Regions from separate parts of the Mus musculus genome. Here regions 1, 2, 3, 4 and 5 are each linked to region 6. The links are chromatin contacts, called in public ChIA-PET, HiChIP or PLAC-seq and Micro-C maps. All regions are on one chromosome and are shown on one strand. The core of a region is the stretch at or near the end of the contact, and the rest is flanking DNA. Distances in the headings are between cores, read along the strand shown. Region 1 holds the start of Snn (stannin). Region 2 overlaps Emp2 (epithelial membrane protein 2). Region 3 holds the start of Nubp1 (nucleotide binding protein 1). Region 4 holds the start of Gspt1 (G1 to S phase transition 1). Region 5 holds the start of Zc3h7a (zinc finger CCCH type containing 7 A). Region 6 holds the start of Socs1 (suppressor of cytokine signaling 1).

What was found. Hi-C and Micro-C count contacts between places; a contact is called where the count stands out from the background. ChIA-PET counts read pairs in DNA pulled down with a chosen protein or histone mark. HiChIP or PLAC-seq counts read pairs in DNA pulled down with a chosen protein or histone mark.
Region 1: an RNA polymerase II ChIA-PET map of memory CD8 T cells shows a contact between it and region 6, with 47 read pairs. The contact joins the promoter of Snn here to the promoter of Socs1 in region 6. A contact is called at or near these places in 18 of 39 promoter capture datasets (the 3T3-L1 cell line, 3T3-L1-derived adipocytes, the SN4741 cell line and 11 more), 8 of 484 Hi-C or Micro-C datasets (CD4 T cells, CD8 T cells, Sertoli cells and 4 more), 2 of 115 datasets of contacts at active chromatin or transcription factors (memory CD8 T cells and pancreatic cancer cells) and 4 of 9 other capture datasets (adipose tissue, liver, macrophages and 1 more).
Region 2: a contact with region 6 is called in an H3K27ac HiChIP or PLAC-seq map of bone marrow-derived dendritic cells, with 4 times the contacts expected there. The contact joins the enhancer-like site here to the promoter of Socs1 in region 6. A contact is called at or near these places in 8 of 39 promoter capture datasets (the C10 cell line, the HPC-7 cell line, cranial neural crest and 3 more), 1 of 15 datasets of contacts at CTCF or cohesin (embryonic stem cells), 4 of 484 Hi-C or Micro-C datasets (B cells, embryonic stem cells and pro-B cells), 2 of 115 datasets of contacts at active chromatin or transcription factors (bone marrow-derived dendritic cells and pancreatic cancer cells) and 1 of 9 other capture datasets (macrophages).
Region 3: a contact with region 6 is called in a Micro-C map of embryonic stem cells, with 3 times the contacts expected there. The contact joins the promoter of Nubp1 here to the promoter of Socs1 in region 6. A contact is called at or near these places in 5 of 39 promoter capture datasets (the C10 cell line, cranial neural crest, embryonic stem cells and 2 more), 1 of 15 datasets of contacts at CTCF or cohesin (embryonic stem cells), 9 of 484 Hi-C or Micro-C datasets (B cells, cerebellum, embryonic stem cells and 3 more), 7 of 115 datasets of contacts at active chromatin or transcription factors (astrocytes, bone marrow-derived dendritic cells, cardiomyocytes and 1 more) and 3 of 9 other capture datasets (embryonic stem cells, liver and pancreatic islet).
Region 4: an HNF4G HiChIP or PLAC-seq map of pancreatic cancer cells shows a contact between it and region 6. The contact joins the promoter of Gspt1 here to the promoter of Socs1 in region 6. A contact is called at or near these places in 3 of 39 promoter capture datasets (cranial neural crest, maxillary cranial neural crest and pre-B cells), 4 of 484 Hi-C or Micro-C datasets (embryonic stem cells, muscle stem cells and uterus), 3 of 115 datasets of contacts at active chromatin or transcription factors (memory CD8 T cells, microglia and pancreatic cancer cells) and 2 of 9 other capture datasets (adipose tissue and liver).
Region 5: a Micro-C map of embryonic stem cells shows a contact between it and region 6, with 2.6 times the contacts expected there. The contact joins the promoter of Zc3h7a here to the promoter of Socs1 in region 6. A contact is called at or near these places in 3 of 39 promoter capture datasets (liver, neutrophils and pre-B cells), 9 of 484 Hi-C or Micro-C datasets (CD4 T cells, the HL-1 cell line, embryonic stem cells and 4 more), 2 of 115 datasets of contacts at active chromatin or transcription factors (memory CD8 T cells and regulatory T cells) and 2 of 9 other capture datasets (adipose tissue and liver).

What each region holds. Positions count from the first base shown.
Region 1 is chr16:11,063,867-11,068,080 of GRCm38.p6, forward strand. It overlaps Snn (stannin), which reads left to right and starts at 2,432. Exons shown (of 2, transcript NM_009223.3): 1 at 2,432-2,581. It overlaps Gm9861 (a long non-coding RNA gene), which reads right to left and starts at 2,402. Exons shown (of 2, transcript XR_003951968.1): 1 at 2,132-2,402.
Region 2 is chr16:10,284,926-10,289,643 of GRCm38.p6, forward strand. It overlaps Emp2 (epithelial membrane protein 2), which reads right to left. Exons shown (of 5, transcript NM_007929.2): 3 at 3,130-3,235; 4 at 530-676. Among named protein-coding and RNA genes, the nearest start is that of Emp2, 27 kb to the right of the region's middle. Within about 2 kb of position 1,771, at least 118 of the 459 cell types and tissues checked have an H3K27ac peak or open chromatin away from gene starts, as enhancers often do. A contact at or near this core is called in bone marrow-derived dendritic cells and pancreatic cancer cells, where this site is marked.
Region 3 is chr16:10,409,983-10,414,441 of GRCm38.p6, forward strand. It overlaps Nubp1 (nucleotide binding protein 1), which reads left to right and starts at 1,956. Exons shown (of 11, transcript NM_011955.2): 1 at 1,956-2,013; 2 at 2,088-2,192; 3 at 3,629-3,762. The coding sequence starts at 1,995.
Region 4 is chr16:11,250,954-11,255,607 of GRCm38.p6, forward strand. Gspt1 (G1 to S phase transition 1) reads right to left here and starts at 3,372. Exons shown (of 15, transcript NM_146066.2): 1 at 2,690-3,372. The coding sequence starts at 3,044. LOC115488671 reads right to left here and starts at 2,683. Exons shown (of 2, transcript XM_030249388.1): 1 at 1,272-2,683. It overlaps Mir1945 (microRNA 1945), which reads right to left and starts at 3,492; the gene lies at 3,415-3,492.
Region 5 is chr16:11,174,153-11,178,842 of GRCm38.p6, forward strand. It overlaps Zc3h7a (zinc finger CCCH type containing 7 A), which reads right to left and starts at 2,189. Exons shown (of 23, transcript NM_145931.3): 1 at 2,068-2,189. 4930509G22Rik (RIKEN cDNA 4930509G22 gene) reads left to right here and starts at 4,024. Exons shown (of 4, transcript NR_151506.1): 1 at 4,024-4,690.
Region 6 is chr16:10,783,072-10,787,881 of GRCm38.p6, forward strand. Socs1 (suppressor of cytokine signaling 1) reads right to left here and starts at 2,465. Exons shown (of 2, transcript NM_009896.2): 1 at 2,360-2,465; 2 at 737-1,850. The coding sequence starts at 1,800. The coding sequence ends at 1,162.

The DNA of each region.
Region 1 (4,214 bases), core at 1,182-3,681, 280 kb after region 6:
CAGGAGACAGAGGTGGGCAGATCTCTGTGAGTTCGAGACCAGCCTGATCTACAGAGTGAGTTCCAGATCAGCCAGGGCTACACAGAGAGACCCTGTTTCAAAAAGCCAAAAACAAATAAAACAACAACAATGACAACAAAACAGAATCTCAGGTTCAAAGCAACTATTGCATTGTGACACTCTCTTGGGTGACTTTGAGGCATATACTTGTTTGTACTCCAGTGTCCTCATCTGTACATTAGGGGTTGGGTTTGGGAATATGCAGTGTTTAGTAAAGTAATCAATTCATTCTAAGTGCCAGACTGGCACTTATGTAGCCCAGGCAGGCCTCAAACTCAAAATGTAGATAAGGAAGACCTTTGAGTTCCTGATTCTGACTCTATCTCCCAAATACTGAGATTATAGATGTGTGCTGCTGTGTCCTCTCTATGCAGTCCTGGGGATGAAACCCGGTCCTCTTGCATGCTAGACAAGTGTTCTATTAGCCTGCCACTTTTGAAATTAGTCCTGTCTATTATTGTTAGCACCAGCGAGGTAACAGAGCTATCTGGGTTTCTGCCAGTCACTGCCTTTCTCACCATCTCCAACAGTGGGATGCAGGAGACCCACCATGAAGCCGAGGAGCTGAGGCTCAGAGAGGTGAAGTCACCGGCCAAAATCCAAATGTGGTGATCTGAGTCTTCTCTAAACTTACCCATGTTAGTAAGGTAACCAGTGAGCAGGTAGGCGTCCTTCCCCTGTGCCCATTACTTGATGGGTTCCCAGTTCCATGAGGTTTGTTTGCTGATGACCCCATTTTTCAGATGAGGAAAAGTGAGACACAGAGGTTAGGTTAGCCCTCCAGTAGGCAAGGCTAGATTTGAAGTCATTTCTGTGGTATGCTGCTCACCTCTCCCCACGTCCTCCCCTCAGTCATATATATACCTGCTCGTGTTTATCTCCCTGCCAGCCCCAGCTCTGGAGTTCTGGACCTACCTATTCCAGGCCTAGACCACTAATGAGAGGCAGGAGCTCTGAGGACGCACAGCGATGGGCAGGTCTGTGAACAGGAGCTGTTCAGAGCCATCAGGCTCTAGGCTCTACGGCAGCTGGCCCAGAGCCCTGCTTCCTTCTGCCTCTCTACACCAAAGCCAGCTTACTTCCTCAGCCCAGTCCTTCAGCAGCAGAGACAGCCTTGCCATCTTACTATTCATTCATTATATCTTATAAAGAGCCTACTGTGTACTGACTGTTCTGTAGGCTCACCAGTGAACGATTCAGTCTTAGTCCTGAAACGGAGACTGAAAGCTAATGAGATGCCCTTAGAAAACACGATTTCCCAATGGACATGAAAGTCCATTGACTGGGAAAGAGAGCAAGGGTGTGAAGCTGAGATCTGAAAGATGGTGTGGAAGAACGTTTAAGATAAAAGAAATGACATGGGCCAAAGGATGAGAGGTATGGAGGGGAATCACTCTGCTGAGGTGAAGTGAGGGAGTTCCCACACTTCAGCTTGTGTGCAGGACCTTAAGAAAGTTAGCAGTCCCTAGCTTCCCAGCTCCCAGGGGGATATCCCAGTCTTATCTGCCCCAACCAAGTTATTTCTTCCTGGCTTCCCAAGTACCTTGGGCCTCAGAGGTCTTCAAACTCTTTGTGGAGTTCCTGGTGGCCATCACGGAGTGTCCCATCCTCTCTCAGACTCTTTTTGGGGGGCAGTCAGTACACCAATTAGCACCTTTGTGTTCCTAGCCAGTTGTGTCTAGCTTCAAATCCTGCCTCCAGGACAGCACATCAGAGTATTTTAAGTCTTCTGGAGTGTTGAGTTCCTCATGTCAAATGGGTCGGTATGTTTTTATTTGGCGTTCTTTTGATGTTGTTGAGTGGACTGAACAGAGTACGGCACTTGGTGAAGGCTTAACTAAGAGGTTATTGAGTCCGCATCCCTGAGGACAGGACCTGGTTTGTCTGGCTAGTGGCTCAAGGGCGCAGCAAGATACATGATCAGTGCAGAAGGGTGGATAGATGAAAGGATAATGATGGAATTGAAGGGGAAAAAAGGAAGGAAGAAAAGAAGAGAAAAGAAAAGATGAGAAAAGGAAAGAAAATCATTCGTCTCTGCCTGTAATCTCCGGGCGGTGTATCACACTCTTACCGCTGTGCGCCTCAGTTTCCCCTCTGTCGTTGGGTTGACCCTCGAAGAAAGAGGACGCCAGGCGCAGGCCCAGTACTGCCGGCACCCAATAAGCGCTCAAGGAAGCCTGGCCTCCCGCCTTCTCTGCCCCAGCTCCGGGAGCCGCCAGCTGAGAAACACTACCCACCCCCTTGCTTACACTCCCTCTGCCCATTGTGCGCCTCCGGGCCCAGAGCGCACGTGACTCCACCCAGCCCGCTCCGCTCCGCCCCGCCGTCCCAGCGCGATCTCCAGTTGGTCGCACCAGAGCGCCCCGCCCCCAATCAGGGCGGAGCCCAAGCACCTCGCCCCCTGCTGATCGGGCTCTGGCGTCTGGCGAGGGCTCCGCGGCCGACCCGGCTGGCGCGCAGGCGGAGCCGGGGCGGCGGGGCTGCTGCTGGCTAATTGCACAGGACTGCGGGCCGCGACATGGTCAGCAGGGATGGGCAGAGCAGGCGGGTAGGGGGAAGGGACGCGCCGGATGGATCGGGGTGCGGCGCTGGCGGGTCGGCGCGGCAGATGCCGCGCGCGGGCGGGGGCTCTTTGTCCTCCGCCGCGGGATTGGGACAAAGGAGGTAGCGGGGGGCGGAGGCTGCTTGGCTGGGCATCTGCCCCTCTCCGTGACCCACGGTTCTATGTCCTGCGCGGATCCTCCGGGCTGCCCGGAACACTCACTCCGCATTGACGGGGTTCCTGGCAGCGCCCCAGCGTGGTCAAGATGGGATCGAGGGGAACGGGGGCCCAGGGAAAATCTGGCGCTCGTTTCATTGGTGGGGAGACTGAGGCTGAGCCGCAGCGTTTGGTCCCAGGTCGGGTCGGCAGTGATTGCGCGGCGTGGGCTTGAATGGGTCTCTGGGACCCCCCCCCCAGGGAAAAAAACTGGGGTCAGGCGGACTTGATTTGTCTTCAGCTGTCGTTTCCTCCTCAGCTGTCGCCCCCTGAACAGGCCCCTACTTCCCTAGCGCCTCGCCTTGCTCCTTCGATAGAGTGGGAGAGACGCGGCGTCGCCTGGCACCGCGCCTGCACACCGCCCGCGCTCAGCACGCGGGAGCTGCTGGGACGCTTGTCATTAGTGTCCAGTCCTCTCGACCCAGGTCACCTAGACTATCTCCTAAGGAGGGGTCAAACACAGACTCATTGTGCTCAGCTTTCAGGAGAAAGAAGACAGGTCAGACATATGACGTTTTAGAATCAGGTTTGAAATCGGTTATTTAGGATCGGGGCTTCCTGGGTATCTGCACCTCCACTTTTTAAACTGTGTGACCTTGGGGACCGAGTTAACTTCTCTAAGCTACAGATTATTTGTCAAGTAGGAAGAGCAGTCATTCGGTTCTAGGATTGTTTTGATGCAGAAGTTTTGGAGAGATCCACATGAGATGTTGGAGCTCAAAAGTGTGGCATCAAGGAACTTTTCAGCATCGACTATTATATCACCGCCAGAGTTGTATGGCCAGATGGGACCCTGACGAGTGGGGGCAGAATTCAGGCTTGGACTATGAGATTGCAGCTCACCTCGGGCAGTTCCCAAACTTCTTAGTCTTAGTTTCCTTTCCTGGCATAAGAACTGGGAGTAGGGTGGCATCTGGAGCAGATTTCTCTTCTGGAGGAGGAAGGGGAGGGGAGAGGACAATGGGCACAGCCATGATAGATGTTCCCTTTTCTTTCCTGTTGCTGTTGGTCCTCCATCTAAGCTCTTGGATGGCAGAAGCCCTCGGTGATGGTGCCTTTGGGGTTTGACCAAGCAGAACCCTGAGCAGGAAATACTTCTGGTCTGGGGTCCCCTGAAGAGGACACTTGGAAGGTGGCCTTGCTGGAGGATGGAGCAGTGCAGGAAGCCCCTGGATGTTAGTTGGCCCTGAAAGCAGGGCAGTATTTCTCACTGCCTTGGAGGCCCTGGGAGGTGGAAGCTTTGGATGGAGTGGCAGAGTGGTGCCCAGCTGAGTACAATAGCACTGGTGATGTGCCCAGTTAAGTGATGAGTAGGCAGAGGATGTCCCCAGAGAAGAGGCTATTTGTGACATGGGTCCAGGCCAGGCTTTGTGCCCTGAGGTACAAGAAGTTACAG
Region 2 (4,718 bases), core at 521-3,020, 500 kb before region 6:
GTGTGTGCCAGCTTCTCCTTTCTGGGTGTTCCCCAACTTCCCTCCTTCAGTGATTTTGGTGGGATACAATGCAGAAGTGCAGCACAAGCTATAGGAGAAGAGCTTCACTTTGCCGGAAGGAGTCTGTGTGTCACCTGCTAATGGTCTGTCTGTTCTGAGTTAACCATAAATCTACATGCCGTCCAAAGTGGTGAAGGAGAAGGAACTCAAGACTTCATGGCCTTAGTGTGTGCAAGAGATGAGGAGGAGGAAAGATGGATCTCAGAGATGAGAGCCACCTGGCCAGAAGGCCATGCCTGAACTTGGAATTGATTTATTGTTTGCCCTCCACTAGAGGAGCCCAAGAAAAGAAGGAGGGCAGGCTTTGCTCTGGCAGACTGTCCCCTTTCGAATAATGTATGCTCTAAAGAGTCACTTCCTGGCTGTGTGTGTGTGTGTGTGTGTGTGTGTGTGTGTGTGTGTGTGTGTAGGCAGCACAGGCTGTCTCATGTGTGTACAGGCAGTACACGCGGCTTCCAGGTTCACTTACAGGACATGAGCTGGATGATGGACGTCAGGACGAACCTCTCTCCCTGCTTGAGGCGGAAGAGCTGGAGCAGAAAGATGAGGAAGGAGATGCAGGAGAGGATGGTGGAGAGGATCATGGTGGCCTGCACCGCCTGCATCACAGAATAACCTGTGGGCAGAAGATGAAGGCTTCACACAGAGGGTTATAGGACTGTCTGCAGCCAAGCATGTCCATCCAACTACTGGGCACTGTGACACAGGGTTGTCATCTATAAACTTCACACTGAGATCTGACACCAGGGTAAGCTCATGTCTTAAGTGAGTCCACAGCATTGTGTTGGGCCCCATTCCTAGTCACTGTGCTCCGTGGGCCACAGACTGAACATACCTGGCCACCCTGGCAGTGTGCCAGGCTACCTCGCTCTTCTCCTCCAGCTAGGCAGTTGATCAAATACCAACTTAAACAGAAGATGAAGCCAGAACCAAGACTCTCCCTGCTCTGGATTGCAGCTCCTACCTATTTGGCTTGGGAAAAGAGCAACAGCCAGGTCTCAACCTTTTTAGTTTGCCTGATGGCTGGAGGGAGCTTTGATTATAAGGGCTGGGTAAGGCGTTAACAGCAATGGATCGTATCGCTCACATTAAGCTGCACATCTGGGCCCCACAGAAAACACCTGGTCCTGCTTCCTGTTTCCTTATGGCAAACAAACGTACTCTCCAACAGAACACATCACTCCTCAAAGTCCAGGATCAGGGGTAAATAAGCTGGGGGGGTGGGGCTCTCTGGCTAGGAGTTGAGGGGAATGGGCCAAAGGACCTTGTGGGGTGTTAGGAAAGTCCTCTGCTTTGCTTTCAGTGGTAGTTTGCTAGGATTATAAAGAATTGTCAAAACTCATTGCACCAAGGAGCCCTTAAGAAGTATGCATTTCCATGTTTGTAAATGATGGCTATATTCTAAAAAATATTACCAGACTTTCCTGAGACAAAATGAACTGGAACACCAGGCACGGAGAACACTTCTAAAGTCTCCTAGGGAATTTCAAAGTGAGCCAACGTTGTGACCCCGTGGCTTTGAACATTAGTAATTAAATTTTCCAAGGAGCCACCTAGGAAGGCTTATTTAAAATGCAGATTCCTCACTCAGCCTCCATTCCTCTGGGGTTGGTGCCAAGATAATATATTTTTAGCAAGTACCCCAGGTGATTCATATCCTGTGACGAAGCAACTGTAGAAACTGGTTTTGTGAGAAGAAATGACTCGGTGCTTTTAGACTAGGTTCCTTGGCGATGAGCTGCTGAGTGTGCTGCTGGTGGCCGTGATGTCCGTGTGGGTGAAACCCAGCCAGGCCACCAAAAGCAGGAAGTCAGTCAGGGGAGGGCTGTGACCTTGCTGTGGTCTCAGGGTTCCTGGAGGCCTCAGGAATGGGCTCGCTTGCAGGGCTACCACCTCATAATACCTGCTAAGACAGCCAGGCCCCATAGCAGCAGTGCCTGTAGTCTTGGGCTCAACAACTATTTCTGAGGTGTGTCAGTTGAAGGGAGAACCCAGAAAGTTCCAGAAATCAAAATCTGAATCTGCCATGCACCATACCGGGTCACACAATGAAACAACATGCAGAGATTGTATTCGGTGTTGTAAGTCATCTAGAAACTACGGTGCAGAGGTGGTGTGCACCCTTCCACAGCCTTGGGGAATCCTTGCAGGGTTTCAGAACTACTCCCTGCACAGCTACATGGGCTACAACTGCATTTGAGTTGCTTAAATTTTGGTTTTGTTTAGCACAAAAAAATCAGTAAGGAGAGGATGGGCCAGAGAGATCTCACTAGCTAAGGCTTCTCCACCGTCCACAACCATGCTGGACAACCTGAGTTGGAGCCATGGAGAACTAACCCCCACAGTTCTCTCTGATGTCCACGTGTGTGTCATGGCCTCTGACAAACAGAGACAGAGGGAGTCAGTTGGGTTAGACTTCACTGAGGGTCTTTGGCTTTTAATTTAGCCTTTCCTCCTGTTTTCACGGCTTGTGACACCAGTTTACCACTGATGCTGCAGGTACATTTACTCAGGAAATAAATTTACATGTGGAAGAAGTTGGAGCTGGCACAAGGTTTTTTTTGTTTTTGTTTTTGTTTTTGTTTTTTTTCTTTTACAGGAAAGAGCCAGGCAATAAATTACTTTAAGCTTCTGGTCACATTATTATTATTATTATTTCTTCTCCCCCTTTTTTTGTTTTGAGGATTTTGTTCTTTTTACAACTCTTTTAAAATGTTAAAAGCATTCTTAGTTCATGGGCCACACCAAAGCAGGTCTTGGGCTGCATTTAGCTGGTAGTTCACGGATTCCTGATTTAAAGAGCTGTAATACAGGAATTCCCACAGGGAGGCATGGAACACCAAGAGCAGAGGCCCAAAAACACTGCTTCTGGACTCAGCAAGCTGTCTTGATGGGTCCAGTTTATCACCACTGCTGACTGTTTCTGGGGCTCAGTCAGCATTACATACAGGGACAGAGAGCAAGCAGATAGGCCTGGGTCTGCTGAGATGGACCTGACCTGGCTGGGTCTGCCAAGTCTCAGGAGGGAGGGGATATGGGAATGGTGATGCCCCAGCCACCCACACTCACCTTCAAACGCTTCAGGGCCGGTCAGCTCATTGATCTCGGTACAGTTTGTGCTGTTGGTGCACACTCTCCAGAGGTCAGCAGAGAAGCTGTCGCCTACCCACCAGGCCTGTGAAGGGAATGGAAGCCGCTGGTTAGGGACGCGCAGATCCTGAGTCCTGCTGGGCCAAGGAGTCAATGTGGGCCCTCAGGACTCACTGCTTCTCAAGGGCAGACCACAAGTGAGTCTCCTGAGGACTTGGTTCAAATGCACACTTGTGAGTCAAGAGGCCTCAGGTCGGTTCTGAGTCTCTGCTAAGTCCCATGGGATGCCAGGTCTTCAGAGGGATCTGAGGTGGCTCATGTTCTCATGACCCATGGGAGAAATATCCTGAGGGTCAGTGGAGGCCAGTTCTACCAGAATGGCACGGGGAATGTGGAGAAGAAAGGGTGACATCAAGGGACCAGGAGATCTGATGGGTGGATAAGAAAACATGGCACATGTACACAGAAGAAAAAAAATAAAATCATAACATTTGGAGGAAAATAGGTGAGCACACGAGCGAGGCTCAGGGAGACAAACACTCGAGTTTCTCTTACATGAAGAACTGGATTCAGAGCTGTGTATGCGTGTGTGTATCTGTGTGTGGTTATAGGCCATGGGATTAGGACCGGATCAGAACCCGGAAGAGGTGGGAAATAGAACATAACTGAATTCACGTGATGAGCAGAGGCAGGGTGCTAACTGTGAAAGGAGAAAGGCCCAGCTGGAGAAGGGGAGAGGGAAAGAAGGGCAGAGGGAGGGAGGGGAAGGAAGGGCAGAGGGAGGGGAGGAGAAGGAAGGGCAGAGGGAGGGAGGGGAAGGAAGGGCAGAGGGAGGGAGGGGAAGGAAGGGCAGAGAGAGGGGGGAAGGAAGGGCAGAGGGAGGAAGGGGAAAGAAGGGCAGAGGGAGAGAAAGGAAGTGCCCCACCCCCACAGGAATAAAAAAATATAAATAAATGCTTAAATGTTAAAGTATTCAAACAATAAAGAATTAAAATGAAAACTAAAAGCGGAGCGTCCTGCGCGACCAGTGGATATTCTCGCTGCCTTAGCTTTCCCTCGCAGCAGCCCTCTCCTGTCCCTGCCTTAAAGGCCGGGCGCCTCCTGCACACCCACTGAGCCTACAGGTGTCCACGGGGCAGCACGGTATCAAGATGTCCTGTCTCACAGGCTGTCTCACAGCTGCCACACTTCCACCTGTCCTCTCAGTGTCAAGCTAACAGAAACGCCTGGGTGTGGGAGCATATTCCTGCCCCAAGGCCTGTCCAGTCCTTTCACTAAGCTCGGGACCTTGCCGGAATCTCAAAGGACTCGATGCAGGAAACAAACAAAAACGACAATTCTAGAACAAAATTCAGTACCTTTCCTTGGCAGCTCCAAATACTTCAAGCCAAGGTATCTGTGTGACCACAGCCTGGGCCACTCAGCAGCTTAGCAAGACTCTCCAACAGGCAAACCGTGTTCAAATCCCTTGGCAGAGTTGAGAACCAGAGTTCCTGGGATGGTTCGAGTCCTGGCTCTACCTCCTACTACAGTGTAGCAAGGGCCAGGACCAACTGGGGGTTCAATTC
Region 3 (4,459 bases), core at 706-3,205, 370 kb before region 6:
GTTATCCCACAATGCCTCCTACTAATGTCAGAGTCTACACTCAGTCTCACCAACATGATTGCCTACACAAGAGCTGAATAAGGTCGATGCCAGTACACATGTCAAAGTGGACAGAGGCAGCCTCGACCTCACCCAAAGAACTATAGCATTCTACAGGAATGCTGAGACTGGAAGAATAGTCCTCCCCATGGAAGAGCACACCAACGGAATGGTCACCTTTAAAAATAGATATACAAGTATCTTTTATACAGAGTGAACAGATTGTATGTGTGTATGTGTGTGTGTATGTTTTTAAATGTAATATGTAGCATATGTAATAATGTTGTGGGGTATTCATCAGAGATGACTGTTCAGACATGGGTTTAAGCTAATGGGAAGATTTTGCTATTCAGTATCCCAGTGGAGCACTGAGCCTTTCTTGGAATAAACTTTTAGGCACAAAAACCATGTTCTGGGTTAACCTACTTCAGTAACAAGAACAGATAGCCAGAATCAGCTCTACAGAAGCAAAAAAGAGAGGTTAGTACAGTTAGAGACTTTCCCAGAGTCATGGACTTTGGTGGATTAGGTCTTTGTTTTCATTTTGGCAGGTGCTGCTGTCTATGTGCTGAGTGTTACAGCCTGAATGGCACTTCCATCATGGAGTCAGTTGTGCTAAGGTCTGGGGCCCTGTCACAATAACAATGAAAAAAAAAAAGTCCATGAATTTGATAAACAGCAAGGAGAGGTGGTAAGGTTTGGGGGAAGGAAAATGAAGGGAGAAATGATGTAATTATAATCTCAAAAATAAATGAAAAATATTTAGAATCGTTCAATGAAAACAGTAACAACCACCACCATCTTGTGCCAAAGTTGCATGCAGCCAAGCTCCCATGGCTGTGACCATGGACAGGATGTCTTCATGGAGTCTAAACACTGCTCCACAGACACAGACAGGCCATTTGTCTAAACACTCACAGACACATACAGGAGAAATGGTAGCAGCAAGGACAGTGGGGACCTGCAGAAGTGAGAGAAAGCTAGGGAAAGCTCCCAGTGGGGGCACAGGAGTGGGTTTGAAGAGGTTTCACTGAACAGATCTGAGGGGAAGCAACAAAACACAAAACAAAGTATTTTTCTAAATAGCACAGCAATTTTAAGAGGGCGGGGGTGTCAGCCCAGGAATGCTGGTGGTGCACATTGTAATCCCAGCAACTGAAAGACGGAGGCAGGAGGATCAAATGAGAACTTACACTGCTGGCGATTGAATTTATGGCTTTTCACTTGCTGGACAGGTACTCTACCACTGAGCTACACCCCTTTATAAAGTCTCCCCTCTTAGCCAAACATGGCAAGAAAATCATTAATTCAAGATCAGCTTGAGCAGAAGAGAGGAGAGGAGAACAGAGAAGAAATAGAGAGGGACGGACAAAGTGTTTTGTTGGATCTGTATTGTTTCAGTGCTGGGGACTAAATATAGGACCTCATGCATGATAGATCAAGCACTCTACCAATTGAGCCACAATCCCAGCCTGTAACAGAATCTAGGGTAGGGCAGATTATTTGAAACTGAGTAAATATTGACATTGATTGTACTTTTATTAGTAGTACTGCATCAACACTGAGGCCACGGAGAATAACGTTCGTTGGCGACAAAAACCATACTTAAAAAAACAAAACAACAACAAAAACAAAAACAGAATCAAAAACCTGCATTATGTGTAAGAGTCCATCCTCGCTTTCCCTATGAGTTCTGGGATTTGGATACAGGCTGGCTCAACAGAATCTTTAATCGTTAGAGCCACTTCATTTGCTCAGGTATCATATATTTCTGAGTCTCGCCCTGTTTTAGCGGGAAGAGGCATAGGAATCCCACCCACTGCACACACGGTTTTGCGCGTGCGCAGTCCTGGTCTGGCGAGACAGTTCCCGCGGCCGGGGGGTCAGATTGGACCTGCGAGGCGGAAACACGCCCCTGAGGTTCCGGCGAGCGCAGCCCGGGCAAGAGCGGCAGCATGGAGGAGGCGCCCCACGGTGAGCTATCGCAGGACGTGTGGGTGGTCCCGCTGGGACCGAACCACTCTGACTGTGCCTTCGTCTTCCCGCAGGCTGCCCCGGGGCCGACAGCGCCCAGGCCGGCCGAGGAGCCTCGTGCCAGGGATGCCCCAACCAGAGGCTGTGCGCATCCGGAGCCGGCGCTGCTCCGGATCCCGGTGAGGAAGCGGCGGGCAGATCAGGAAGTGGAAGGGGCGGGACTTGAGGGTGAATGGCAGCGGCTAGTGGGCAGTATTCTAATTGGTTGGGGGGAGGGCGTAGAAGGCGGAGCTTGAGCGAGAGGGAGGTTTTAAAAATCAAATAGCGGAAAAACAGTGATGGAAATGGAGGTTTAGTCTGATCTGCGGTAGACAGGGAACCGAAGGGGGCATTAAAATAAGCTTGGCGGCACAGGCTTGTTCCCCCGGAACTTGAGGGGCAGAAGCAGGAGGATGGCTACAAGTTAAAAGCCAGCCTGGACTACAGGATGAGACCCTGTATGAGTGAATGAATGAATCAGTGAATGAATGAATGAATGAACGAACGAACATTAGGTCGAGTGTGTTGGCACATGTTTGTAATCTCAGCATTTAAGAGGCTAACCCCGGGCTTAGATGAGACCCTGTCTTTATTAAAAAAAAAAAAAAAATCAGTAAATAGGACCTCAAAGAAGGATAGAATAGATAAAAGTGATGTCGGGCAGGTACAGGGCTTAAGTAATAACCGCTACCTCAGTATCCACAAGGCCAAGCACAGAGAGGAGAATGGAAAAATACTGAGATCTTTCAGGCCTGAGTCCTGGCACATGTCCATCACAGGTCACAGAGGCTCTGCTCTCTCTGTGGCAGAGAGAAGGACCCTCCTGTTAAGGAGTCTATCTTTCAGCAGACATGAATGTTCATTATCTCAGTGGAGAGACAGATGGGGGACTGAGAGCAAAGTGGGGAGGAAGCAGGAGCAGGCACGTTAAACTCACCAGGGATCAGCACTGTGAGGGGCCATCTCCAGGGCGAGGAGGACTGAAAGCCTAGCTGGAAGGAAGGCTTTTCAGAGAGAGGCTGGGTTTGGTTGTTGAGTCTCCTGAAAACTGATCTTGAGCAAGAATGCCCTCATGGTGAAGACCAGTCTCCCCACAGTGTAGTCTGTAAAGATTTGAAACAAGACGTGACATTGGAAACCCAGTACGTTGCTGGGATGGTTGCTTCTGAGAGCCTGTGAGTTTCCCATCTGCAGCCCTGGGGACATTGGAGTTGATCATCCCTTGTACTGGGCCTAACCTGTGCTTAAGACACTTAGCATCCATCATCCGAGATGCCAGTAGTAGTCCCTCCTGTGGCATCCAGAGAATTTCTGCAGATGTTAGCAGATGCCTCCTGGGTTCTGTTGAGGAGCTGGGCTTTGAACACCCCACTCTCTCCTCGGAGGGCATGTGCTACTGCATAAATAAGACAATCTTTTCAGGTTGGTAGTGACCGTATTTTCTTCCTAGCATTTATTTTTAGTTTGCTGAAGTGGTATCTCACAAAGAGCCTTAGAAACAGCTTAAAGAGCACTTTGGAAGAGGGACGGGTAGGACTGAGGCGGGGTCATCATCACCTCCTCTACTTCTCTGCAGCCGTGGAGGAAATCAGAGAGAAGATGAAGACGGTGAGACACAAGCTCTTGGTGCTGTCTGGGAAAGGCGGCGTTGGGAAAAGCACGTTCAGTGCACACCTCGCCCACGGCCTAGCGGAGGATGGAGATACACAGGTGGGAGCCTGGGCTAAGCTGGGAGCTGCTCCGTGTGTCAAAGGGGCTGCTGATGGCTTTAGAGGGTGATTCTTAGACCAGGAAAGCAGCCTCTCTGACTGTCTGGACCCTGCCTAGCCCCTGGCTGAGGCGAGGCATCTCCCTGAGCATTCTGACCAAGGTGGCGGTGTACCTCGGCACATTCTGGCGGTCATGTAACACAGGGCCTTTTACATCTGCCCCTCATAAAGCTCTTTCTGTATCTGGAAGTCCTAACCCTGCAGCTGTACCTTGATCCATCTCCTGTGAGCTACGAGTGCTATTTACATATTCACATGGTCACTTCTCTAGTCAGAAAAGCACCTATACATTATTATTGGTTTTGTGCATAAAGCGGAAGACATTTTCTGCTTGCCTCTTACAGAATTGACCCTTGTGCTAGCTCCTTCATCTCTAGAGTACAGACAAGCATGAAATTGGAATTCCCTCACCAGGCCATGTGACACAAGCTTGTAATCTCAGCATTTCAGAGCAGGAAGCTTTTACATTCAAGGCTAGCCATGGCTACAAAGTGAGACCCTGCCTCATAACAGACAGACTTACTCAGATTCCCAGTTCTGTGCTCTGGGTTCCAGCTTTAGGAAAGGTGTGGTAGCCAGGAGCAGTGCAGGTTCTGTCTAGTGCTGTCCACATCACTGCTGATGCCCTGGCTGGTTAC
Region 4 (4,654 bases), core at 2,122-4,621, 470 kb after region 6:
AATAAAGAGCAAATCATTCCAGGAGAAAGGAGTATCTAGCCACAAGCCCTTAAAGGTTAGTCCCGAGCCCACTTACCACAGACTGGAAAGGAACAACAAAGGAAACAGTCACTATCTTATGGACCCCTTCCTCACCACCAAAAACATCTGGATTCCCCTTAGGGAGTTACAGGTTAGGTGCTCTCCTGCCATTACTTTTTTCTGCTTTCCCCCAGTAAGAATGATGGCAACATTTATGGATTCAAAGTTCCCAAACTCGTCCCATATAGCTCTAGTCTTCTACTTAGGCAACATCCAGATATCAGACACAGAATGCTTACAGAATTATTATTCTTCCTTCTCATTGGGTATGGGTTCTTACTCTAGCCCATGCTGACTTCAATTTCTCAACTGTTTCAATCACACAACAAAATTTAAACTGGGTGATGGTGGCACACACCCTTAATCCCAGAATTCAAGAGACAGTCCAGTAGATCTCTTGGGAGTTTGAGTTCTAGGACAGCTAGAGATACATAGTGAGATCCTGTCTAGGAAGGGAAAAATAATATAAAATAAAATATATATAAAAATTTTTCTAGAAACAATTGATGCAGTAAGACCATTTTTGATTATAAAAAAAAGTTCACACATACTATAATTTAGAAACTTTCTGACAAACATATTCCTACACTTAGTAAAACCACAAATTAGCAAGTAATAGATAAAGAAAAACTCCTGCACAAAACAAAATGCCTAGACACTCAAAGTGACCACTCCAAACCATGGCCCTGTGGATGATTATCCCTGTTAAAATCTGATCAGTGCCTGTAAATGCAGTCTCCAGTCTATTCAAAGCTGGTAGTTCCAGATGAAGGAGAGCCAAGAAAGACAATGGCTGGAGATGTGGAAGCTCTAAAATAAGGTAGAAACAAGTACTTCCAGCAATTTGTAAGGAAGCTAACAAGTAGATTAATGTCTAAAAGAATTAAAAGTTGAATGAATTTCCTTGTTTGAAAAGAAAAATATCAACCACACACAAATAAAAGAAATGCCAGTCAATAAAAGTCAAATCCCCAGGTTTGAAGGAGGGCAGCATCCCTCCTTCCTGCACAATAAAAGCCCCAAAGCTCACTGCCCCCCAAAACCCACTCTAATACAGACCCAGCTCCTCACAAAAGCATTTCCCTGAACAGTCCAACACCCTCTCACTTCTAAAAAGCAAAGTGAAGCACGTTTCCCAAGAAACTAAATTCCAAGAACGTATTTATTTATTTATTTATTTACTTACTTACTTATTATTTGCCAGACAGTCCCGGTAGCCTTCACCTAAAGATCTTGCTGCCCTCACTTCCTGAGTTCCAGGGTTGCAACCTCACCTGGGAGGGCAGCGAGGTGATAATGCCATTTGTTTTCTCTGCTTTTTCCAAGCATTCTCCTACCTCAGCCTCCAGAGTTCTGGGACTCTATAGGCATTAACTAGTTAGTGTACCACCACACCAGGCCTAAGTCCAGAACTTAAAACATACTCTCACTTGAAATAAGCTCAAATTATCTGCCCCACCAATGTCCCTGCTAAATAATCAAAGTCTCGGCCTTTTCCCTTCCCGTTTCTTTCTTTCTTTCTTTTTTTCTTTAGGACAATACCATATTTACTCAAAAAAGCATCGTCATGGGTGGGGGAGCGTGTGGGGGACTTTTGGGATAGCATTGGAAATGTAAATGAAATAAATACCTAATTTAAAAAAAAAGCATCAGCATGAAGGCAATACTTAAGTTCACTCAACAGCATTGCTACAAAATCTGTACCTGAAAGCAGGCTACCAAACATACAGCCCGTTTGTAAAAAGGTGTTTAAAGACTGCAGTTTGAAACGACAGAAAGTGTATTTAGTAGCTACTTTATGTGACAAATATTAAGTTATCAGAAGTATTTAAGTAACAGACTAGACTAATACACGAACGCAAACTAAGCTTTTATAAGCAACCCTTATAAGGGCCATACTTTTAAAACAATTAAAAGTCTACACGCCATTCAGAAAAAGTCTTAAATCCCGCTTAAAACCGCACATAAATCAATGAGGTTTACTACCACATGTTAGTACTGAGGAATCCTTGTGACATTTAAAAAACTTTTCAAGTATTCAAAATGTTAAGGGTGAAAAAAGGTCTTTGTATTGACAGCCAACAGTTTCTGGCGGATCACAAGCCTGCAATGCATCTTGGGATTCCTTCAGGTCGCTTTAGTGCCACCGATACTTAAAACGCAATTACAGTTCCAAACGTAGAAACTACAGTAGGAGCAGCTCTCTGGGCCAGCGAAGAGACAAGTCCTGTCCCCCAAACCCTAGACTTTCACACCCTCCTCCTGCCGGACTTCAAGCCCTATCAGTCCCCACTTCTGGGCCTCGTGGCACTGACTGGCCCAGGGCTGGCAGGGTCCCATACAGTTCCTATGCCTAGGGGTGAACCGCGTGCGGCCTTCCGCGGCGGGGCAATCGCCCCCGGGTCCCCTGGTCTCTGCTCCTCCTGGCCCAGGCGCCCCAAGCCAAGCAGCTCCCAGACTGGAGGCGCCCCACCCAGACCAGCCGGCGCCGCTGTCAGCGCCCCACGTGCGGGCCGGCCGGCCTCCCGTCCTCTCCACCCAGCCCACCGCGGAACTCCGGCCCCAGGCCGCCGCCCGTGCCTTGGGGATATCCAGCCCGGCAACTTACCCGAAGGGCCTCCCGCGCCGCTGCCTGCTCCGTGGTCGCCTCCGGCTGCGCCAGCTGGGGATAGCGGCGGCTGGGCCGGACCCCGCAGGAAGGACGGCACGAATTCAGCGGCGTGGACGTTGGGGACGAAAGGCTTGGCGTTGACGTTGAGTTGCCGGCTGAAAGCCGCGCTGAGGTTCTCACGCTGGGCCTCGGCCACCGCGGCCATGGAGCCGCTGCCGCTCCCGCCGCCGCCGCAAGGCCCGGGCCCGGGGGCCTCCATATCCGTCTGGTCCCAGCAGTCGGGCGCAGAGTCGCTGCTGCTGCTGCTCCCGCCGCCGCCGCCACCGCCGCCACCGCCGCTGCTAGGATCCATGATCGGGGGGGCCGTGTGTGTGGTGAAGAGAGGGCGGGAAATGGAGGCGGGGGCGGCCGACCGGGGAGGAGCAGGCCGCGCTGACCCGGGGAGGACGGCAAGACTGGGGAGCTGACAGTCAATGACTCACTCGCCGGCGTCCTGGGCAGCAGCTACAGTCCAGACAGTACACTCGAGACCAGGTCGACAGCGGCTCAACCCTCCTCGTGTGTGCGAAAGGATCTCCTCCCACCCAACCCCAACTACCGCCGCCGGCCTCACCGCCAACCCCACGTTTGGAGAGAATTGACCTCTCGCTACCACCCGTACCTTCGCCTCGGTAGTTCCCGTCTGTGTCCGCCCGCGTTTCCGCCTACGAAGCGCGGCCGATAGCTAAACTACAAGTCCCGACAGTACCCGCGAAGACCCGGTGCGGTTTTCTCGGGGGCTGACGGGAGTCGGAGTTCAGCGCTCAAGCGTCACCGGAAGCGGCTGGAACTCCCGGCAGGCAGCGCGAGGAGGCAGAAGTCTGGTGGCCCATCTGTCGCAGGGTGGGGGTAGGGGTAGGCTCTACTCGGCTAGGGCAAGACGGTGGGCCGAGCCCTTCCGCACGAGGCGACGATCCACCCTAGCCTGTGAGAACACCCGGTCCGCAGGCCTAACCTAGAGGAATTTTTTTTTCTTCTCCCTTTTCGGCGCCTTTTCTGTCTCCCAGTCTATATACCTTATTCTCTTTCTCTCCACCCGCAGCCAGAGTTTGCCCTACATTTCAAAGCCGGCGGGAGGCGTCTTTCCTTTTATGTATTCATTTTTGGAAGAGGCAGTAAAACCATGAGATGTTACAGCTGAAACTGCGTGTGGCTCATAAAGGTCCAAGGATGTCCGGCAAAAGGATCCTTAACTGGAAAATTTCAGTGACTCATGTTATGTTTGACTAGTCATTAAAAGCCCGCACCTAAAATGTTTTTTCGTCCTTTCATCCTCCCTGCCAGGAGATTTACAAATTAATCGGGATTGCCATATTTTTTAGTGTACCCAGCGGTACCTAATAGTGGCTATTTTGGTGCTTCCAGTTCCTTAGCTGCCATTAGGTAAAGTGCTGTTCTTTTGAAAGGCCGCATCTGTCAGCTATTCTTACAGTCCTTTAATAATGAGGGCATCTCACACTTTCAAGTTGCATTTTAGTAATTGTGGGGTAAGTGACAAGCAAGAAAAAATAAAATTCACCTTTATTTTTTACTGCACGAAGTAGGAATACCTGTTCTAAATACCTGTTAAATGCTCCTGTAATTCACCCATGGAGACCAAGACAAAGAAAAGTATACTCTTAATTTTACTTGCTCTGAAAAGAGTCTAGACAGAATGCAACTAACCTACTTGGAAATTACAGAGTAACATATTCAAAATGTTCAAACAACGAGTTTTTTTTTTTTTTAAATCTGGATCTAAGATATCTAAATTGGAATGCTGACTTTAAACATTTGTATAATAAAAAGTGAGAATTTGGCCTAACGAGAGAGGTAATAGACAAAGTTGTCAATAATTTTTTGTTTGTTTTGTTTTTGTTTTGTTGGGTTTTTTGGTTTTTCGAGACAGGGTTTCTCTGTATAGCCATGGCTGTCCTGGAACTC
Region 5 (4,690 bases), core at 939-3,438, 390 kb after region 6:
AGGTGAGACCTCACCGCTGCCCAGGCTGGGGAACTCCAGGGCTCCAAGGCACCCTGCCATTTCACTCTAAGTGGCCGAGGCCACAGCACGCAGCTGACACCCGGCACTGTAAACACATTTCACTTGAAGATCATGGAGAAAATGTGGGTTTGCTGAGACAAAGCACACAAAGGTATTATCTAGAAAGCAACTTTCCTCCCGAGGTATTCTGTCTAAAGATGTTTTTGATTTCTATCTCCTTCTTAACTAGCTACTCAAACTATTTCTATAGTTGACTATCAACCAGTCATTTACAAATGGATTGAATACACCCAAATCAGTTTCAAAAATCAGTCAATATTGACAACTGTAAAACCTTACAGCTGGCAAATGAACATTGTTACTAATAGATCTTGGAACCACAAGACAAGAGCCTGTAGGCATATAGAATATAACCCCCAACCAAAAGTCACAGGAACACAGCTGGGAAGGGGTGTTTTGGTACATCTTGAGGACACTGATCAACCTGTTCTTTGCATAATACCCCACTCCAAATACTGACATTTTCAACCTCAATAACTCAACCTTATTCACATCTGTAGCGCACCCTGCTGGTCTAACAGAGCAGAAAGGGGAAATTTTTCAATAGAGAAAACTGTCCATGCACTTGATTTAGTCCAAAGATGAAGAACACCACACCAACACCAAGTCCACACCCACACATACACTCACGCACACACAGTGCAGCTCTGCTCATCATTTCAACGGAGGTGAAGAGAGCCTTGGATTCCTTCAAGACCTCCATGAAAAGCAGCTACTTCCAAAAGAAGCAGGAAAAGAGCAGATGGCAAGAGCGCCCAGCCCCTCCCCCAGTCCAGTAGAGCATTGTCCAATCGAAATACGATACCGGCGGTACGTGCCATTTTAAATTACGAAGTGGCCATACTAAAATAGTAAAAAGAAACTGGACAGATTGTTTTAATTCTAACGTAGCCACAACAGGTATCACCTCAAGTATATAACACACTGCTTGCTAAACACTGGCTGATTTAAGCATAGGAGTTTACCAAGGAGATCTTTTTCGTTCTTTTTCTTCCTCCCAAACGAAATCTTTCAAATCAGACTTTAAAACTGAAACCGGAGTGGGGCGGTGGTGGCACGGCTTTTAAATCACAGCATTCGGGAGGTAGGGGAAAGCAGATCTCTAAGCTCAAGTCCAGCCTGGTCTACAAAGTAAGTTCCAGGGCAGCCAAGGCTAAACAGAGAAATTCTGTCTCGAAACAAACATACAAACAAACAAACAAATTGAAACCAAAAGTGAATCTCAATTCTTGCCACATTCCAGTGCTCGACCACCCCACTTTACCAGTGGCCACATTACCATCGGACAGCGCAGGTCTACACCAGACCCTCTTGGTCTTAAATACCTAACACTATGACCCTCTTTGATCCCTTAACATCTGGGGACCCAAAAAACGCCCAACCCCGGAATAAATTCACCCAGTCAGAGCGCAGGCACCACCCCTTGGGCCCAGCTAGGACCTTCCAACCTGACCACACCCCTGCGCTGACTACCCCTAACCGGAAATTCCCGCTAATGGGAACTGACAGGTCTCCATTCTTTAAGGGTGGGGAAAGGAAAACCGAGAACCCTCGTACAGTCTCCGAACCCCGGCCGAACACCGGAAGCCAGTCGCCACCCATACGCGGGGTGGGCCGCGCATAACACCCGCAAGGGGCGAACCCGACACCGGCGAGCGCGCACTCAGCTGGCGTCGCGAGCGTCCCCAAACCGAGACACTTACTAACACGGACGCCCCGCGATCACCCAGCACCCAGGAATAACGAAATGCTAAACCACCAAAAGCTAGTGCGTGGATGTCGGCCAGGCAGTCCAGGTGGCAGGGGCCGCCGCGCGTGCCCGGATTACGACTCCCGAGGAGCCCGTGCAGCCGGTTCGGGGGTCCGCGCCCCTCCCCCGCCTGAAGTCCGTTAACGGCCGCGCGTGCTCACGAAGCGACGCGGCGCACGCACGCGATTGGAAGAGCGCGACCCTGCCCGCGACGCCCGCGCGTCCCCTTCCCTCACCTGCGGGGCGGCACCCAGGAGCCGAGGGGCGCGGAGTGCGGAGGCGACAGCGGGATGTGCGTTCACCGGCTCAAGAGCTCTCACAGTCTCGCAGCTTCCCTGGGCGACCCACCGCAGCTGCCAGCCCGCGACGCTCGGGGCGGCGCCCTCTGGCGGCGGGAGGCCTCGCGCGCCGCCCCGCAAACGCTACCATTGGCTGCGTTGCCAGTGTCAGCCCGGGGTTGGAGGCGCCACGTCGGGGCCTCGGGGCTGCGGAAGCGGCGGCGATAGGCGGAACCCTGGGCGGCCACACGGAAGGGGGTGAGAGACCGCAAGCTCTTGAGCCCAGCATCATCGCCCTCTCCCACACCGCTTGGATACCAAAGTAGGACTGGAAGGAGACCTAGATTCATCTGGGCACCAGGGTGTCACTTCCTTCGGAATCTGTTCTCTGCAGTAACTTATCCTGAGCGTCCTGCTTTGCATTCCGATACTGTTACCGTCACCCTGAAAACAGCCATACAGTCGTGTCCTTTCAAATGAATGACAGGCATAGGGACCCGCGTTGAACAGGGAGGTGACCTAAACTCATTCGGACGCCGGAGCGTCACTTCGGAACTTGTCCTCAATTCCCTATCCTACTCGCAGTCACTGTTTTTATCATCTTGAAAACAAAATGCGGTATTTTTGCAAATGAATGTAGGGACGGATCTCAGAGCCAACACAAGCTCTTGTTCTCCCTGGCCTTCATCTCAACTTATATGTCGCTGTATTCACCGGTGTTTCAGTGGTCAGGTGTACATTACCCCAGACAGAACAATGTAAGGCTGAGTCCCTGCGACTGGAGATGTGAAAAGTGCTCCAAGTCAGGGCAGTAGAAGGGAGAGTGCTTCCAGGCAGTGGGAAAGATCCTGAGCCTAAGTTGCTGAGGGACAGGGAAGACAAAGTGTGTGTGTAGAAAGCTCAAAGAGGATGAGCCACTGCATGAAATTTGGAATTCAGTGTCTGAGATGGAAATTACAAGGTCTAATTTGCAGTTTTAGAAAGTTTCTTCATGCCGTTGGGCGGATATATAGAAAGGACAAGCAGAAAAGTGAAAGGGGTTGAGGATGTAACTTAGTTGTCAAAGTGCTTGCCTAGCCTTGAGTTTGATTTCCAGCACCAAATAAACTGGATATGGTGGGGTACCCTTGTCATAGCAGTACATGGGGGTGGGGGGGGGGGGATAGGAGTTCCAGGTCTTCTTTGGCTATGAAGCAAGAAATACCCAGGTCCAGGACCACTGGGGACAGAGGGAAAAGTTTACATTAGAAGGAAGACACTGAGATGCACTCTGTCTGGACCCAGAGTGCTACTGTAAGCTCAGGAAGTCGTCAGTACTGGGCCAGTACAAAGTGAAACTTGATGAGAATGTATGGACTTCCTGTTGTTCCTGTACCAATGGCCTACATTTTTGTTGCCTTGAAACAACATAAACTTAAGAGTTCTAAAGGACCAGAGTCTGCAGCAGGTGTTTCACTGGTGATGTCCAGGTGCTGACGAGGCTTGTCCCTTCTGGAAACTAGTGTTGAGCTCTTGCCTCTTTTTAGCTCCTAGAGGCCTCCTGGACTCGTAGGTCATGCCTGTCATCTCCAGAGCCAGTATTTTCCTCTAAATGAGGTCTCCTTGCCACACCTTCTCTGGGTCTTTGCTTTCAGTTGTCCCTCAAAGGGCCCTGGTGATTGCATTTGAAACAAGGAGGTCCTGGATCCCACCTGGAGATTCCCAGTGATTTTCCAGGCAAGGTAGCAATAATCACAAGTTGCTGGTGATAGAGAGTAGATATATCTGGGAACCCATCATTATATGTACTGTAGGGAGCAAAGGAAAAGAAGGGCTGAGCATGGATGAACCTTCTCTAGCCTTGAAGAATACTGTGTGTTGTAAGGGTCTCTGCTTCTTTGTCTTCTATACTAGTGGGGAAGTCCCCGGCCTCTTACCTGGGTGCTGTACCGGATAGGTGCATTTGCTGAAGAACTGTTTTAGGCTCCTGCCTCCCAAGGGCTGGCATTAAAAGTTCATCACTATCCCAGTCTTTATTCTGTTTTCCATCCTCTGGTACCTTACAGAGGCCCGGAACACACAGTGTTTTATGATCTCTATGAGATTGAGGCCAGCCTGGTCTATGTAGAGTTCTAGCCAGGGCAATGGAGTGAGACCCAGTATCAAAACAACATAAACTGTCCACATGCTGACTTGCCTTAACATCAATTTATACCTGAAACTAAATGCAAGCTAACCATTAGTCAGTTCATTAGAAATAGGGTCAATTTACACAAAGGACAGGGGAGAATATTCAGGAGTCAATGGGACAGATTTTATATTTGATTCATCAGTTTATCCAGTAATTATATGCCCCCAAACAGGTGATGGGATAGAAAGCCTTGCATGTGCTAGACAAGCTCCCTGCCACTGAGCTATAGCCACAGACCTTTTAAAGCTTATTTTTATTTTTTAAATATTTTTTAAAAACTTTTATGTGCATTGGTGTTTTATCTACATATATATCTGTATTTATGTGTCAGACCACAGGGCGTCAGATCTCTTAGAACTGGAGTTGCAGCTACTTGTGGGTGCTGAGAATTGAACCAGGTTCCCCTAGAAG
Region 6 (4,810 bases), core at 1,215-3,714:
TGCTGGGTCCTTTCTAGTGCCCTGCTTGTGTCTTGGAACAGCCCTTCCAGCTGGGCTCCTAACAGCACCATTGCTTCAGAGGCCCAGAGGCAAAGGGAATTGCCCAAGCCACCAGCAGCACCCAGGCCCCTGCCACCACAGACCACAAAGCAGCTTTCTGGCTCCAAAAAAGTACACAAGGCAGAGTGGGGAGAGGAGGGAAAAGTCAAGCCAGCATGGCCCATCATCCCTCTGAAATGCTTGATGGCTTGCAGAACCACCACTCCTTCCAAAAACTCGGGGAGCCCTGGCCTCTCTGCCCCACCCTCTTCCTGGAAGTAGTTGTGGTCAGAGAAGCAAAGAAGTTTCCTCTCTGTCATCCATTTCAAATTGATGCAGGATGGACAGTTAAAAGGCCCACCTCTCCAGTCCAGGAATGGTCTGTCGTCAATTACCCGTCTCTCAGTTTTCTCCTCTGTATACTGGGGGCAACACAGTACTCAGTGTCAGGGGCTGTCCCTGTAGGATCCCATCACAGAAATACCAGAGACCAGGCACGGATACTCAGGAGCGGCCATCTTCCCAGTCATAAACCACAACTAGCCTGGAAGTTTGGTCCCCATCACTGTGGGTGGAGATGTATATGATGTCCGACCCTCCCCCCTCCCCCCAGCATCCCGAAGACTTCAAGAAAAGTCAGTCTGTATACCCCACTCCCAACCCAGGACGTTTGGCCAAAGCATACGCTCTAGGAATCTTTGTTTCTTTTAAAAAAAAACTTTCATAATAAAGTTTATTACCTAAACTGGCTGTAAAAATATAAAATAGGATATTCTGCACAGCAGAAAAATGAAGCCAGAGACCCTCCCCGACCCCTGGTTTGTGCAAAGATACTGGGAATATGTAAACATGGAGAGGTAGGAGTGGAATTCAGGTCCTGGCCCCAGACACAAGCTGCTACAACCAGGGGGGACCCGGAGGGAGCACCAGGAGGGGAGCACCCCCACCCCTGAGAGGTGGGATGAGGTCTCCAGCCAGAAGTGGGAGGCATCTCACCCTCCACAACCACTCCCTCCGACCCAGGCGGGGAGGGCTCCCACGTGGTTCCAGAAAAATAATAATAATTAATAATAAGAAATAATAAGGCGCCCCCACTTAATGCTGCGGCACAGCGGCAGCCGGTCAGATCTGGAAGGGGAAGGAACTCAGGTAGTCACGGAGTACCGGGTTAAGAGGGATGCGCGCCAGGTTCTCGCGACCCACGGCGGCCACGATGCGCTGGCGACACAGCTCCTGCAGCGGCCGCACGCGGCGCTGGCGCAGCGGGGCCCCCAACATGCGGCGCGGCGCCGCCACGTAGTGCTCCAGCAGCTCGAAAAGGCAGTCGAAGGTCTCGCGGCTGCCGTCCAAGTGGAAGCGGCCGGCCTGGAAGTGCACGCGGATGCTCGTGGGGCCCGAAGCCATCTTCACGCTGAGCGCGAAGAAGCAGTTCCGTTGGCGACTGTCGCGCACCAAGAAGGTGCCCACGGGCTCGGCACGCAGCCGCTCGTGCGCCCCGTGCACGCTCAGGGGTCCCCAATAGAAGCCGCAGGCGTCCAGGAGCGCGCTGGTCCGCGTGATGCGCCGGTAATCGGAGTGGGAGCGGAAGGTGCGGAAGTGAGTGTCGCCAGGGGCTGGGGCTGGGACCGCCGGGCAGGGCCGGGGACGCACGGGGGCCGCTGGCGAGGACGAAGACGAGGACGAGGAGGGCTCTGACCGCCGTCGGGGCTCTGCTGCCGGGGAGATCGCATTGTCGGCTGCCACCTGGTTGCGTGCTACCATCCTACTCGAGGGGCCAGCTGGAGGGGTGGGCCATAGCGTCCGGGGCTGCGCTGATGGGGGAGACAGAGGCAGTGAGCCGGGCGTCCGGGTGGCACAGGCCGGCCAACAGACCCCAAGGAGCGAGAGCGGCACGCAGAATCCGCCCGGAGCTTGAGCCTCGGTGGGCTCATCTGCGAAGTAGGCCGTTCCTGTATGCGGAACCCTTCCAGACTGGCGGTGGAGCCCTGCCTCCCCGCGCGCGTGGAGAAGGGGGCGTGGAGAGGGGCCCGACTCCCGGCCGTCCCCGCTGGTGGCTAGTCGCCTCGCGGCTGCCGCCTACTGGCCACGCCGGGGACTGGAACCCGGGCGGAGGATCAGGGCTCAGGGCCGGAGAGGAGGGGCTGACGGCGCCCCGCTCGAGCGAGGGGCCTCCTGGGGGAGCCGGGGCGGGGGTGGGGGGGCGCCAGAGGCGTGGCATCCTCGACCCTGCCATACAGTCTGCGAGGTTAGTCCTGCCGGGCTCTGCTCCCATCACCTCCCATCCCCTCCCGCCTGCTCCCTCGCAGCTGCCTTGGCTCACCTGGCGGCAGGACGCGGGGAGCCGCGGCTGGGGGCTCCGGGGCGGCTGTCGCGCATGCTCCGGGGCTGGGAGCCGTGCCGCTGCCACGGCCGCAGTTCTCTCTGCTGCTGCCCGCCCCTGCATCAGGCTCTTAAACCAGGCAGGCCCCGCCCACAGGTCCAGCCCACCCCCGCTTTCGGTTTCTCTTTCCGGCAAGTCTTTCGGGTTCTCTCTAGACTCCTGAGGCTCTCCCTGGAGACGGTTCCTCTAACTTGGTTTCGCCTCGCACCTTCCCACATTGGGACCTCTGGGGTTCCGGCTCCAACCGGAATCTTGTGTTCCGTGCCTGGGGTGCTTAGGACTTGGTGCCCGCTCTTTTGCTCTACCTTCGCCCCAAATCGCAGCCCGCCGTGTGGGATGCTAGCGCGGGGCTGACACGCCTCCTCCCCTCCGGGTGTCTGCATTCTTCTGGTTAGGGCTCCGCCTCGCCTGGACCCTGTGCTCCCCAAGCAGCTCCTCCCTGCCAGGGTCCTTCCTGCCCAGGACCCGAAGGCCTTGGCAATCTCGACCCTTCTTGGAACCCGGCTAGCTAGTCCTAGAGACCTGTGGGGCCGCCGCCCTCCTCCAGAGCCGCGTGCGGGCCCCTCCCGTTGGCCATTCGGCCTGGCCTTGGCTTGGGCTTCCCAGGAAGCGGTGGCCTGACCGCAGAGGCTTCAAAGGAAGCCTAAGGCGGTGCGGGAGGGGCGCCCCCGCTCCCGGCCTAGTTCCTCGGAAACCGGGCGGGGTTGGGCTGGGTTCCCAGGGGCCTGGACTCACTCTCTGCACTCTTACTACGTGGGCAGCCGGAGAAACTGAGGCCCCGGGCGGGGCTGTGATTCCAAAAAAAGCTGTAATCCCCAAACTTTTGGTCAAGACTCCAGCAAGCATCTGCCTGTACAAGGGGCCCCGAGCACACCTTGGCTTAGGATCCAGGCAGTCAGACCTATCATTAGGACACTGTGTGGTTTCGTGATTCAGTTTGTCCTGAAAGGCCAGGAGTGGGTGCCTGGCTGACGATGTTTATGAATGAAGGCGGATGAGGTTCGCGTGCAGGCTTCCCTGTGCTCACAGTGACGCACACTGCCCTCTACAGGTTTCTCTGTTAGCTGTCAGGCGGCTCCTCTGAAGCTCTGAGGCCAAGTCCTGGTCTCCCCAGACAGAGCACAGAGCGCCATATTTCATCCTAAGCACAACCAAACTTATCTTGTGGTGCTTGAATTTGTGTGGCTGTGGTTGTGGTGCAGCCATGGTCAGTCTAACCCTTGGTGGGCGATAAAGGCTGGGTTTGTAGCACTGCCTCCCTCTAGCGCGTCTCAGCCTAGACTGGCCTTCAGGTCTTTCTGGTCTGGCAAGCATCACGGATGCTTGTTTGCAGTGCTGGGGACTAAACACAGGGCCTTGTACCAGCCTATTTTAGTAGTACTGGGGTTGGTGAACTCCATCCCCAAACTGTGCTTCCAGCCCAGGCAAAGTGAGGAAAACCTCTTGGGGTACAGTATCCCCTTGGGACTTGGCAGGCTTATTGGTGCTGAGGTGGGTGACAAGGCTGGGCTGGCTCCTGCAGGCCTGCCTCCCTGCCAAGCTCTTGGCAGACCTTTTCAGAAGAACCCTATAAATAGAGGACTCCAGGCCTCCACCTCTGCCTGCTCTCAGGAAATCTCCCCTCCTCCTCAGTCAGAGGGTGTGTCCTCTCGCCCTGCCCCTGGCTAGCCCTCTCCCATCCATCACATTCCAGTGATGCAGTCTTTAGTATATATGCCAGGGATCTGATTGCCTTCCTTCCATCTAAAGTACAGGGCAAGTCAAGCTGTCTTTGGACAACTTGGTTTCAGTTTCTAAAAGTTGTGAAAAAGAAACATGCTGAGCTGTATAGCTGCTTCCTGACCCACCCCCAGGGGTCCAGAGAGCCCAGTACCCACTGTACAGTGGCTGCCATTGTAGGGTCCTGCAGGCTTGGATGCAAAACGTGGTTCCATAGCCTAGCCTGCAAGCCACCTTTTTCCAGCATTCACAGTGTCCTGCTGGGAAGTACTGCCCACTGCCCCTGTGTGATTTTGAAAGTGTCAACGCAGATGGGAGAGGGAGGGACTGGGAGATTGTGCGGTGAGGTAGATAGCCTGTCCCACTTCTGGGAAAGCTCTGGGAAGTTCAGTTCCCTGAACTTGGTCCGTTAGCCAAGCAATGTTGCCTTGCTGTCATGTCTGCTGTGTACACTTGCGTGCAAGCATCCCTTGTGGATAGGAATGCTTTATTTAAAAAAATTAAAACTGCTGACTCAGGCTGGAGAGATGGCCGGGCGGTTAAAAGCACTGACGGCTCTACCAGAGGTCCTGAGTTCAATTCCTAGCAACCACATGGTGGCTCACAGCCATCTGTAATGGAATCTGATGCCCTCTCCTGGTGTGTCTGGAGACAGCGACAGTGTACACATAC